Regions from separate parts of the Sus scrofa genome. Here region 1 is linked to region 2. The links are chromatin contacts, called in public HiChIP or PLAC-seq maps. All regions are on one chromosome and are shown on one strand. The core of a region is the stretch at or near the end of the contact, and the rest is flanking DNA. Distances in the headings are between cores, read along the strand shown.

What was found. HiChIP or PLAC-seq counts read pairs in DNA pulled down with a chosen protein or histone mark.
Region 1: a contact with region 2 is called in an H3K27ac HiChIP or PLAC-seq map of skeletal muscle, with 4 times the contacts expected there. The contact joins two enhancer-like sites. A contact is called at or near these places in 7 of 47 Hi-C or Micro-C datasets (brain, embryonic fibroblasts, heart right ventricle and 4 more) and 1 of 2 datasets of contacts at active chromatin or transcription factors (skeletal muscle).

Annotation. Positions count from the first base shown.
Region 1 is chr3:125,722,597-125,727,353 of Sscrofa11.1, forward strand. No RefSeq gene overlaps it. Among named protein-coding and RNA genes, the nearest start is that of PDIA6, 27 kb to the right of the region's middle. Within about 2 kb of position 2,730, at least 10 of the 83 cell types and tissues checked have an H3K27ac peak or open chromatin away from gene starts, as enhancers often do. A contact at or near this core is called in skeletal muscle, where this site is marked.
Region 2 is chr3:125,282,926-125,287,740 of Sscrofa11.1, forward strand. No RefSeq gene overlaps it. Among named protein-coding and RNA genes, the nearest start is that of E2F6, 37 kb to the left of the region's middle. Within about 2 kb of position 2,821, at least 12 of the 83 cell types and tissues checked have an H3K27ac peak or open chromatin away from gene starts, as enhancers often do. A contact at or near this core is called in skeletal muscle, where this site is marked.

The DNA.
Region 1 (4,757 bases), core at 1,480-3,979, 440 kb after region 2:
CCGCACCTTCCACCCCATCCGTCAGAGGTCTCCTGCTGGAAATGAGTCCTTTCTCCCCAAGACCTTGCCTGAGGGAAATGAGCCCTGCCTGCTGAGACAGCACCTGTTACCGTGGGTGTCCGGCTGGGATAAATCGGCTGCCTGTTAGGCCTTTTCTTCATACAAACCAATATCATCGTTGGGAGAACAAGCCTGATGGAATTAGCACTTGCTTAAACTCCCAGGAACAGTTCACGAGACAAAAACCTATCAATGATTAAAGCAAGTTGCTTAGAGCCTCCTTCCCCGGGGTGGGGGGCTCCCCCCAGATCAGCCTGAGAGGTCTCCGGAAGGAGCTCCTGGGAGGATTCACACTCGCCGTGTGGGTCAGATCCCCGCAAAGCTGGACCCCAGGGAGACTCCACCCCTCCCCCCTCCACTTTGGGAAACAAGAGAAGCGCATTCGGGTGGCAGGAGAGAGGCCAGCTCTGGGCAACAGGGCCCTGGGAGGCCTCGGCACCCAGCGGCCCGTGCTCTTTCGGCGCCTCTGTTTTCCCTCTGTGAAGGGCGGTTATAACCCCTGCCCTCCAGGAGCAGAGGGAGGAGGCTCAGTGCCGGCACCAAACGGGCACCAGAGCGGGTACCAGAAACCGTGCTCAGAGTTCACTATCTTTAGGGCATGGGAAGGGGAGGGACGGAGGCCACAGCCCCATTCCTGGAATACAGGGTCGGCAGAGCCGTGGGTCTCGTTCCCAGCTGTCTCTAGCACCCAGCGTGAGCTGGCACACACGGGGACCGCCAGGGACGTCTGTGACATGAACATGCGAGTGAATGACAAGCTTGCAACACTAATCACCATCAGCGAACACGCCTCTCACCTCCAGAATGTTCTGGGGGGACTCAGATCTCAGTCCCGGGCTCCTCCATCCAAAGACCCATGCCCGTCTACCCGGCGGTCCCCTTACCCTCTCCAGAGAAGCCCCTGCTCGGTCTCCGCCTCCCCAAACCCCTGGAGGTGATGAGGCAGGTGCAGGTGGAGTCGGTTGGCCTGGGCTCCCTGCAGCGACGGCCCACCGCCCCCTCGCCCTTGGGCCAGCAGGGTCTCAGGCGAAACTCAGGCAGAACAAAAGTCTAATTTTCAACATCTGTTACACAGATTCAGAAATACGAGATGAAAGGCAAAAGGGCCATGCTTTCTGAGACAAAAATGCAAGACGTCAAAATTATTGCTTGTTTGTTCTGCTCCAGCCCCAGTGGCCACGCACACACCTGTGCGTGACCGTGACCTCAGAAGCAGCAGGGGCTGCAGGAACCCGTGCAGCAAGGTGCCTGGTTCAAATCCCAGGCCCACCACCCAGTAGCTGGGTGTCCCCGGGGCAAGTTACATAACCTTCCTGTGCCTGTAAGACGGGGATAATAATAGTACCTGCCTCGCCAGGTTGTCGGCAGGATAAGAGTCTATATTTGTAAGACACTGCCAAGCGCTCCTTAAATCATCGTCTGTGCTTTCCATGCCAGCCTCGCCCTGGCATCATCTGATTTTTTTTTCTTCCTCTCATTTTTATTTCTCTCTGATTACCTTGCTTTTTTTAAATCTTGTCATATAGAATCATCTTTATAAGCAGGGGATAAGTTAATAAAATATGCTCTCTTTTCCTCTCCCTGTCACCCCCCCCCAGGGGGCGGGGCGATATTTAGGATGTCCTTGTGAGAATGTCACTCCTGGGACGGGAGATGTGCCCACCAAGGGGAGAGGCCAAGTGTTACAAACGCCACCACATCTCAAGCCTCCTGGTGGACGGCTCTCCTCATAAGTTAGGTCCCGGGCTGCCCAACAAAGTGCCTCAGACGGAGGGGCTTCAACGACAGAGGTTGACAGGGTCACGCATCTGGAGGCGGAACGTCCAGGATCAGGGTGTTGGCAAGTTGGTTCCTTCTGAGGGTCCCTCTTTATCAGGACAGCTGTCACCTGTCATGCCTTTTTTTTTTTTTTTTTTTTTTTTAGGGCCACACCAATGGCACATGGAGATTCCCAGGCTAGGGGGTCGCATCAGAGCTACAGCTGCCAGTCTACACCACGGCCACACCAGATCCCAGATCTGAACCGCGTCTGCGACCTACACCACAGCTCACGGCAACGCCGGATCCTTAACCCACTGAGCGAGGCCAGGGATCGAACCGGGGTTCTCATGGATCCTAGTTGGGTTCCTGACCACTGAGCCACGATGGAACGCCCTCCCAGGGCCAGGTTTTAGATGCTGCTTCTTGATTTTGCCCTAACGGGGTGTGAGAATTAGACCAGGTAAGGCAGGAAGCAAGATTTTGTTTCATCCGCTGCTGTCACTGTCCATACACAGCCACGGTCATTTGAGGCTGAGCTCTAAGGAGTCCTGTCACAGAGACTCAGCCCAAACAGGAGGAAACCGGCCAGGGATCAAGTGACACGCTTCCCTCCCCTGGGTTAATCGGCTCCAGCAGCACTTTACAGTTTCCAAGCGTGGGCCGTAGTCCTTTCTTAGGGGGGGAGGCTGCGGTCCCCGGGGAAAAGGTGACCCTTACGGATGGAACTCAGGCCTGCGCTCGGCACCCGCGTCCTCATGAGTCAAACTGTGTTTCGTCCGAAACGAAATGTTTAGTTCACGAAAACATCGGCTCGATTTGGCTCACGCAGAAATGGAAGCGCCCGCCCTTGGGAGCCCCCCATCCGGTCCCCCGCCGGCCGCCTGACCCCCAGGCCCCCGCGCGGGATCCAGCGCCCCCGCAGCGCCACCTGCTGGGCGAGGCCGGCCGCGCGGCTCCGCGCCCACCCTTGGGCTGAGTCTCTGGCATCTGGGCGCGCGCGCGGGGATGCGAAAGAATCCAGCCCAGTAATGGGCCCAGATGGTGACAGGTGGGAACGTGCAATCGCAGTGACTCACTGAGGGCCAGGACCGTCAGGAACACGGGCCCTAGAGTCCCCGGATTTGGGTGTGTCGCCCGCCTCCTTCACCTGCCAGCTGGATGACCCTGAACCATTCTTGCCATCTCACGGCTAAGACAAAAGTAATGCTTCTCAGCTCACAGGCTGCTGGTGAGGCCTGCAGAGCGAATGGGTAAAATGTGAAGTGGCAGCTGACCCAGAACAAGTGCTCAGGAATCCCAGAAGTATTGCTAATTTCATAAACACATGCTATAAAATTCATTCATTCAACAAACATTTTCTGAATGGCCGCCTTGTGTCAGATGCTCCATGCCCCAAGAAAAGGGAAGCGCCTAGCTCTGGGTTTATAACGGGGGGGGGGGGGGGGGGGGGCTCCAGCAGACTCCCCTAGGCCAGGGAGGCCTTGTCCTTCATCCAACCAACACCTGTTCACTGAACACCTGGATGGTCCAGGCCCAACCAGGACCCCACCCCTCAGAGTCAGTCTGAAGGGGCCAAGGGCCAGCGGCTGTGTGGGGCAGTACCATAGAGTGGCCTTTCAGAGAAGGAGGCAAACAAATCTAGAAGTTTCCAGAATGTTCTCTTTCCACTGAGAGGCTTTTTCTCTCCAAAGCCCACTGCTGCAGGCAGCCTCCACAGCCCACATAGAACTAGAGCTTCTCTTTGATCCAGTTCGAGATTTTCAGCTTTTTAATCTTTGCTCAGAAGTGGAGCCAGAAAGGAGACTGAATTGCTGCCTCCTTTTAAAATTATGCAGCTGCCACTGCCAGAGAAAAGATAAAAATGCACTGGGGATTTTTCTTCAGATCTGCATGGTGCTTACTGTATAAGCCTTTGGGATTTTGCAACAGTATTTAGAAAACTCACAATGCCAAGTTTGTCAGGTTGAAATCTTCTTCAGAAGTTCAGGGGTTGGGGGAGGAAGAAGAATGTATTTTTGAATTCCATTTCTCTGTGGCATCATCAAAAGATAAGCAAAATACAGAGAAGCACTGGCTCAGGCTGGGAGAAAGGAAACTCCCATGAATGCCTGCGGCTTCTGAGAACCAGATGCTGGCCGCTGCCCCGGGAGTCCGCCCAGGACCCAGAGTTCCCCTTCAAGACACTTTGTAGCCGCGAGTTCCCTGATGACCTAGTGGTTAAGCCCTCGGCTGTGGCTCAGGTCCCAGCTGTGGCTCGGGTTCGATCTCTGGCGGGGGAACTTCCACATGCGGTGGGCACAACCAGAATAAAGAAGACACTGTGTAGCTTCTAGCCCAGGAGAACATCATTTAAGCTTTCCAGCCTCAATTTCCACATCCACTTATTATACTGGAGAGCCTGCTGTGCGCTGGTATTTACCCCAAGAATATGCTTCAGCCTAAATGCCTGCCCTACCCTGCAGTGGCTCCAAACTGCTGTCACCACGAGAAGGATGCATCACTATCCAGGGATCTACGCCCAATCCACAGGCATTCAGGAAACTTCTGAGAAGGGGCTCAGGAATGTTCTGAGCAGACTGAAGCCCCCATTTACCTGGCACAAGTCAGGGAATGAGTCCTCTGAAGGCTTGTGAGGTCCCGGGACTGACTGAAAACTCCCAGTGCAAGGGTGCACATGCAAGCTTGGCATTTATTGCACACCTATAGGACTGATGGCATTTATTACACACCCGTAGGACTGATTGAAAACTCCCAGGGCAAGGGTGCACATGCAAGCTTGGCATTTATTGCACACCTATAGGACTGATGGCATTTATTACACACCCGTAGGACTGATTGAAAACTCTCAGTGCAAGGGTGCACATGCAAGCTTGGAGAAATAGCAGCAAGAAGCCCAAGAACCTGCTTCCGGCCACCCTGATCCCAGGAATTGCACA
Region 2 (4,815 bases), core at 1,571-4,070:
CCCGACTAGCATCCATGAGGACGCAGGTTCGATGCCTGGCCTCGCTCAGTGGGTTAAGGATCTGTCATTGCTGTGAGCTATGGTGTAGGTCAGAGACACGGCTCAGATCTGGCGTTGCTGTGGCTGTGACATAGGCCAGCAGCTACAGCTCGGATTCACCCCTAGCCTGGGAACTTCCATATGCCCTAAAAAAAAAAAAAAGATTAGAAACAAACAAACAAAAAAGTACTTCCTTGGAATTCCCTGGCGGCTCAGCGGGTTAAGGATCCCATGTCGTCACTGCTGTGGCGCAAGTTCAATCCCTGGCCCTGGGGAACGTCCGTATGCCTTGGGCTTGGCCAAAAACAAACAAACAAACAAACAAAAACCATCTGAAATACTCTCCTCAATAGCAGGATTTGCACCTGGATTGTACCCAAGCCCAAGCAGGGGATAAAGGCAGATGAGTCCAGCACGAACTACCAAACTACTGGGAGGAGAAAAACCAGCCCTGGGAAACGGGTTCATGCTGACATTCACAGAGTTTGGGAATCCATGGATTGAACTGATTCCCCATTTTGTGAGCTGTTTTTCCATTTGGCTAGTTCTGAACCTCTGGTGAATTTAGATGGTCATGTTAGGATGAATTAAAATGTGTTCAGGGTGGAAAAAATCAGAACTATTGACGTGTCGCTTGGCTACAAGCCTTTCAACATTTGTTTCCGCTTAACATATGGTAACTTATTCAGTCAGAAAACATCGTGACACTGACTCGCTTTTGATAACAAGGCAATGAATGCCTTGCTCTGTGCTCATCAGCTTTCAAAGCAGCTGAACATCGTGTCCAGTACTTTGCAAAATTCTTGCAGATTCTCTAATGACAGCTTCGGTAGAAATGTCATCGCATCACAAGCCGACTCACTTGTCTGCAGACAGGCTCTCATGTCGTATTTCACTCTGAGAATATATTTACAACCCTCTCAAAGAATCATTCTTCGTGCAGGATTTCATTTGGTGCCAAAGGACAATTGGGTGGCAGGTAAACGTTGTGTCTTGTTTGGGCAGTGAATTGTAGCAATTTCAGCTGCCCCTAGATCTGTTGTGTTTTTATGAATCGTTTTACATTTTATGACCGCTGTGATTATTCTCTATTCATAACAATGACTGCTTTTGTTGAGCACGTGCCAGTCTTTGGAGTAAGAGATATAAATAGCTTAATCTTCATATTACCTTGTCGGATAGGTATCCTGACCCTCCTTTTAGAAATGAGAGAGCTGGGTCTTGAGAGGCTAAATGACAGTCCTGCCCAGGGCTGCACGGCTAACAAGTCTGAGAGCCAGGATGGGTGATTCACGGTTCCACATTTGCTTCAGAGAGACAGAGGTGACCCCTTGGTTGGCTCTATGTTTTAAGGTTCTAGAATTCTTCGCGCTTATGCTATTGCCATGGGAAAATGTCTTAATGTTTGGACGACGCTTTAGAAGTTGGGGAAATATTAAGTATCAAATTGTGAAAACTGGAGTTCCCTTCGTGGCTCTGCGCTTAACAAACCTGACTAGGATCCACAAGGATGCGGGTTCGATCCCTGGCCTTGCTCAGTGGGTTAAGGATCTGGTGTTGCCGTGAGCTGTGGTAGGTGGAAGACGGGATTCAGATCCTATGTGGCTGTGGCTGTGGTGTAGGCGGGTGGCTACAGCTCCAGTTCGACCCCTAGCCTGGGAACCTCCATATGCCATGGGTGAGGCCCTAAAAAGACAAAAAAAAAAATTGTGAAAACCATACTACTACCTGGTCCCATTTCTTCTACCACTGATCAGTTCTCTCTTCCCTTGACTGGTACACATGGGCACAAAGACACAGGGCACGGATATCAGGTGAAAAGTGAAAAGAAGCAAATCTGACGAAAGCGGTAGTGCCGGTTTTTGAGCTGGGTGTTGCAATTCATGGCTAAGTCTATTTTAGCTGGGCTGTAAACCCCTGGAACTTTCATTAGAAGTTTGAGCTATAGGTCTCATATAAATAGATATACATATATATGTACAATGAAACATACAGATGTGTACATGTATGATATATACAAATAAAACACACATGTAAATATATGTATTCTGAAGTAGCTGTTTAGATCTTGATTTTGGAAATCTGGGACATTTATTTTTATATTCAATTAGGGAACTCGATTTGTGCTCTTTTCAGATTCGCCTAAACTCATCCATCAGAGGCAATTTAAAAAGGTATTAATCCTTTGAAATATGACACTTTTACTTATTAATGCTTCACACTGTATTAACATTCCAACATCTTATCAAAATATGCCACACAGGATATTTTTTTAGAGTTAAGGAAATTGGGGCAAAGGGCAACTAAGGGCAGAAAAAATAAACTGGAACTAGGGGAGAGGTTAGTACACAGCATGCATGCTGTACAGTGTGTGTCATTCGTGGCATGTCATTTTAAAAATAAAACAGCACAGCCCACTTTTCTAAAAAATGTGTCTCCTTGATCAGGAGTCTCCATCTATTTTATTTTTTTCAGCAGTGGACCTTCTTGTCCTTCTTTCTGCTCTGTTCTTTCTGCCCTGCCTTAGGAAATAGCCCACTTGATTTTTGTCCCTTTTTTTTTTCTTTTTGGGTAGTAGGCGATCTTCCACAGAAATCGAGACAATGAAAAATCACTTGAGCTTTTTCCAACAAGTGATGACGAGGAGCATTTGAGGATTCGTTTGCCAAGTTCGTTGGAACTTCTTATGCGGGCAAAGCTCATGTTTCCACTTTGGGACTCAGAGCAAAGCCATCAGCTGGGTGGCATTCTCATAACCGTTTGACGTCAGCGCCGAGACCGCGGTATCTTTAGCTGCTCGCTGTGCAGGGTGACGCCAGCTGCAGGAGGCGTCCCCATGGAAAACAGCTCACTTGGCATATGTTTATGAAGCTACCATTTGGCAGTGGTATCAAGACCTTTCTTCTAGAAATTGCTATTCCCAGTACCCAGAGGGGACAGATCTGCAAGGGAATTTAATTTTTCCGACTCTCCCTTTTCCATGAAGATGATGGAATCTATCCTATGTAAAACCATTACTTGCAATGTGAAAACCTGGACAGCATTCCCTCTTTTTTTTTTTTTTTTTTTTGCTTTCTTCGGCTGCACCTGTGGCCGACGGACGTTCCCAGGCCAGGGGTTGAATGGGAACTGCAGCCACAGCAACACCAGATCCAAGCCATGTCTGCGAGCTCCACCCCAGCTCACGGCAACACCAGATCCTTAACCCACTGAGCGAGGCCAGGGATCGAACCCACATCCTCACGGATCCTAGTCGGGTTCATCATCCGCTGAGCCATGAAAGGAACGCCCTAGACAGCATTCTTTACATCAGTATTTTAAGGAGATGAGTTGAATCGGATAAGGTGAAAGGTAAACACCTCTGTCTAGAACTGCAAACCATTTTAGATAAAATGTGAAGTGCGCCTTATTTTCACTTAGTGCTATTTTATCTATGAAAAGAAATAATCAAATACACTAGACAGAATTGTGAGGGCACAAATGAATGCATTCGCCCACATGTCCAATCTTATACTAGCAGCAGCTGCTCCTGAGACAGTATACTGGTCATGCATTGCCACCATAATGATGTGTGACAATTTCCCGACCCACCCACCCCCAGACTCAGTGACTTAAAATGCTAATACTTTATCCTCAGAGTTCTCGTTGTGGCACAGCAGAAACAAATCCGACTAGCAACCATGAAGTTGCAGGCCTCCATCAGTGGCTTAAGGATCTGGTGTTGCCGTGAGATGGTGTAGGTCACAGACAAGGCTCGGATCTGGCGTGGCTGTGGCTGTGGTGTAGGCTGGCAGTTCTGATTCAACCCTAGCCTGGGAACCTCCATGTGCCTTGGGTTTGGTCCTAAAAAGCAAAAAAAAAAAAAACAAAAAAAAAGTATCCTCAAGTTCTCAGGTGCGTGAATTGGACAGTGTCGTTTAGGGACGAGGCTGGAGGGATGGTGGTGGCTGCCTGGTGCAGGTGGAAACATGTGATGCCCCTTAAAGTCTAGGCTCAGGACTGGTGCACTGTCATTTCTGCCCAAATCTATTGGCCGAAGCTGGTCACATGGCCAACCAAGCTCAACATTGATGGGGCAGGAAAATATATTTCTCCCACAGGGATGGAGGGAAAGGGAGTGAATATTTGTTGGGACAATTGTAAGAAGAACCACAGAGTCATTTGAACAAGCAGAGTTTAATACGAACAACTAGTAACTATAACAAGAGATTGGAATAACAAAGGATTGGCTAAAAAGAACAAAACTCGACGGAATAGAGGCAGAGCAGGGAGAAAGAGCAGTCATTACCCCTAAGACCCTCCGAGGCGGAGACCAAGGTCCAGATCCCACCCACCCCCAGGGCTGAGATCCCGACCACAGTGGGGAGACGGGCTGGCTCACTGCTGTCCACTGGCTAGCACGGAAGTCACTGCGGTGCCGTGGGACTTGCTGGAAATCTGCCCTCTGAAACTTGCGAGAAATCACCCTCTCTCTTTGTTACAGGGGAAAACGTCATAGAAGGTGTCTCACTAGAGGCTCTCTGTGACAAAACTGCCCACAGGGGGCTGCCAGGGGAAACAGCTGGCCACTGAGGACCACTGTGCCCTGGAGAAGCCCGACTTGGGGCAAGCTGCACGTGCTGCAGGAGTCTGCCCTGCAAGCACCCCAGATTGAGAAAGCAAAACCTTTTTCCCTCCTGAAGTGTCTTTCTAGCACCCTCAACTGACAAAGCTTAATATTGTGCCAGCTGGCAATCTTTGAAGGGCCCAGATGGGTTTTCACAGAGCAGGCAACAA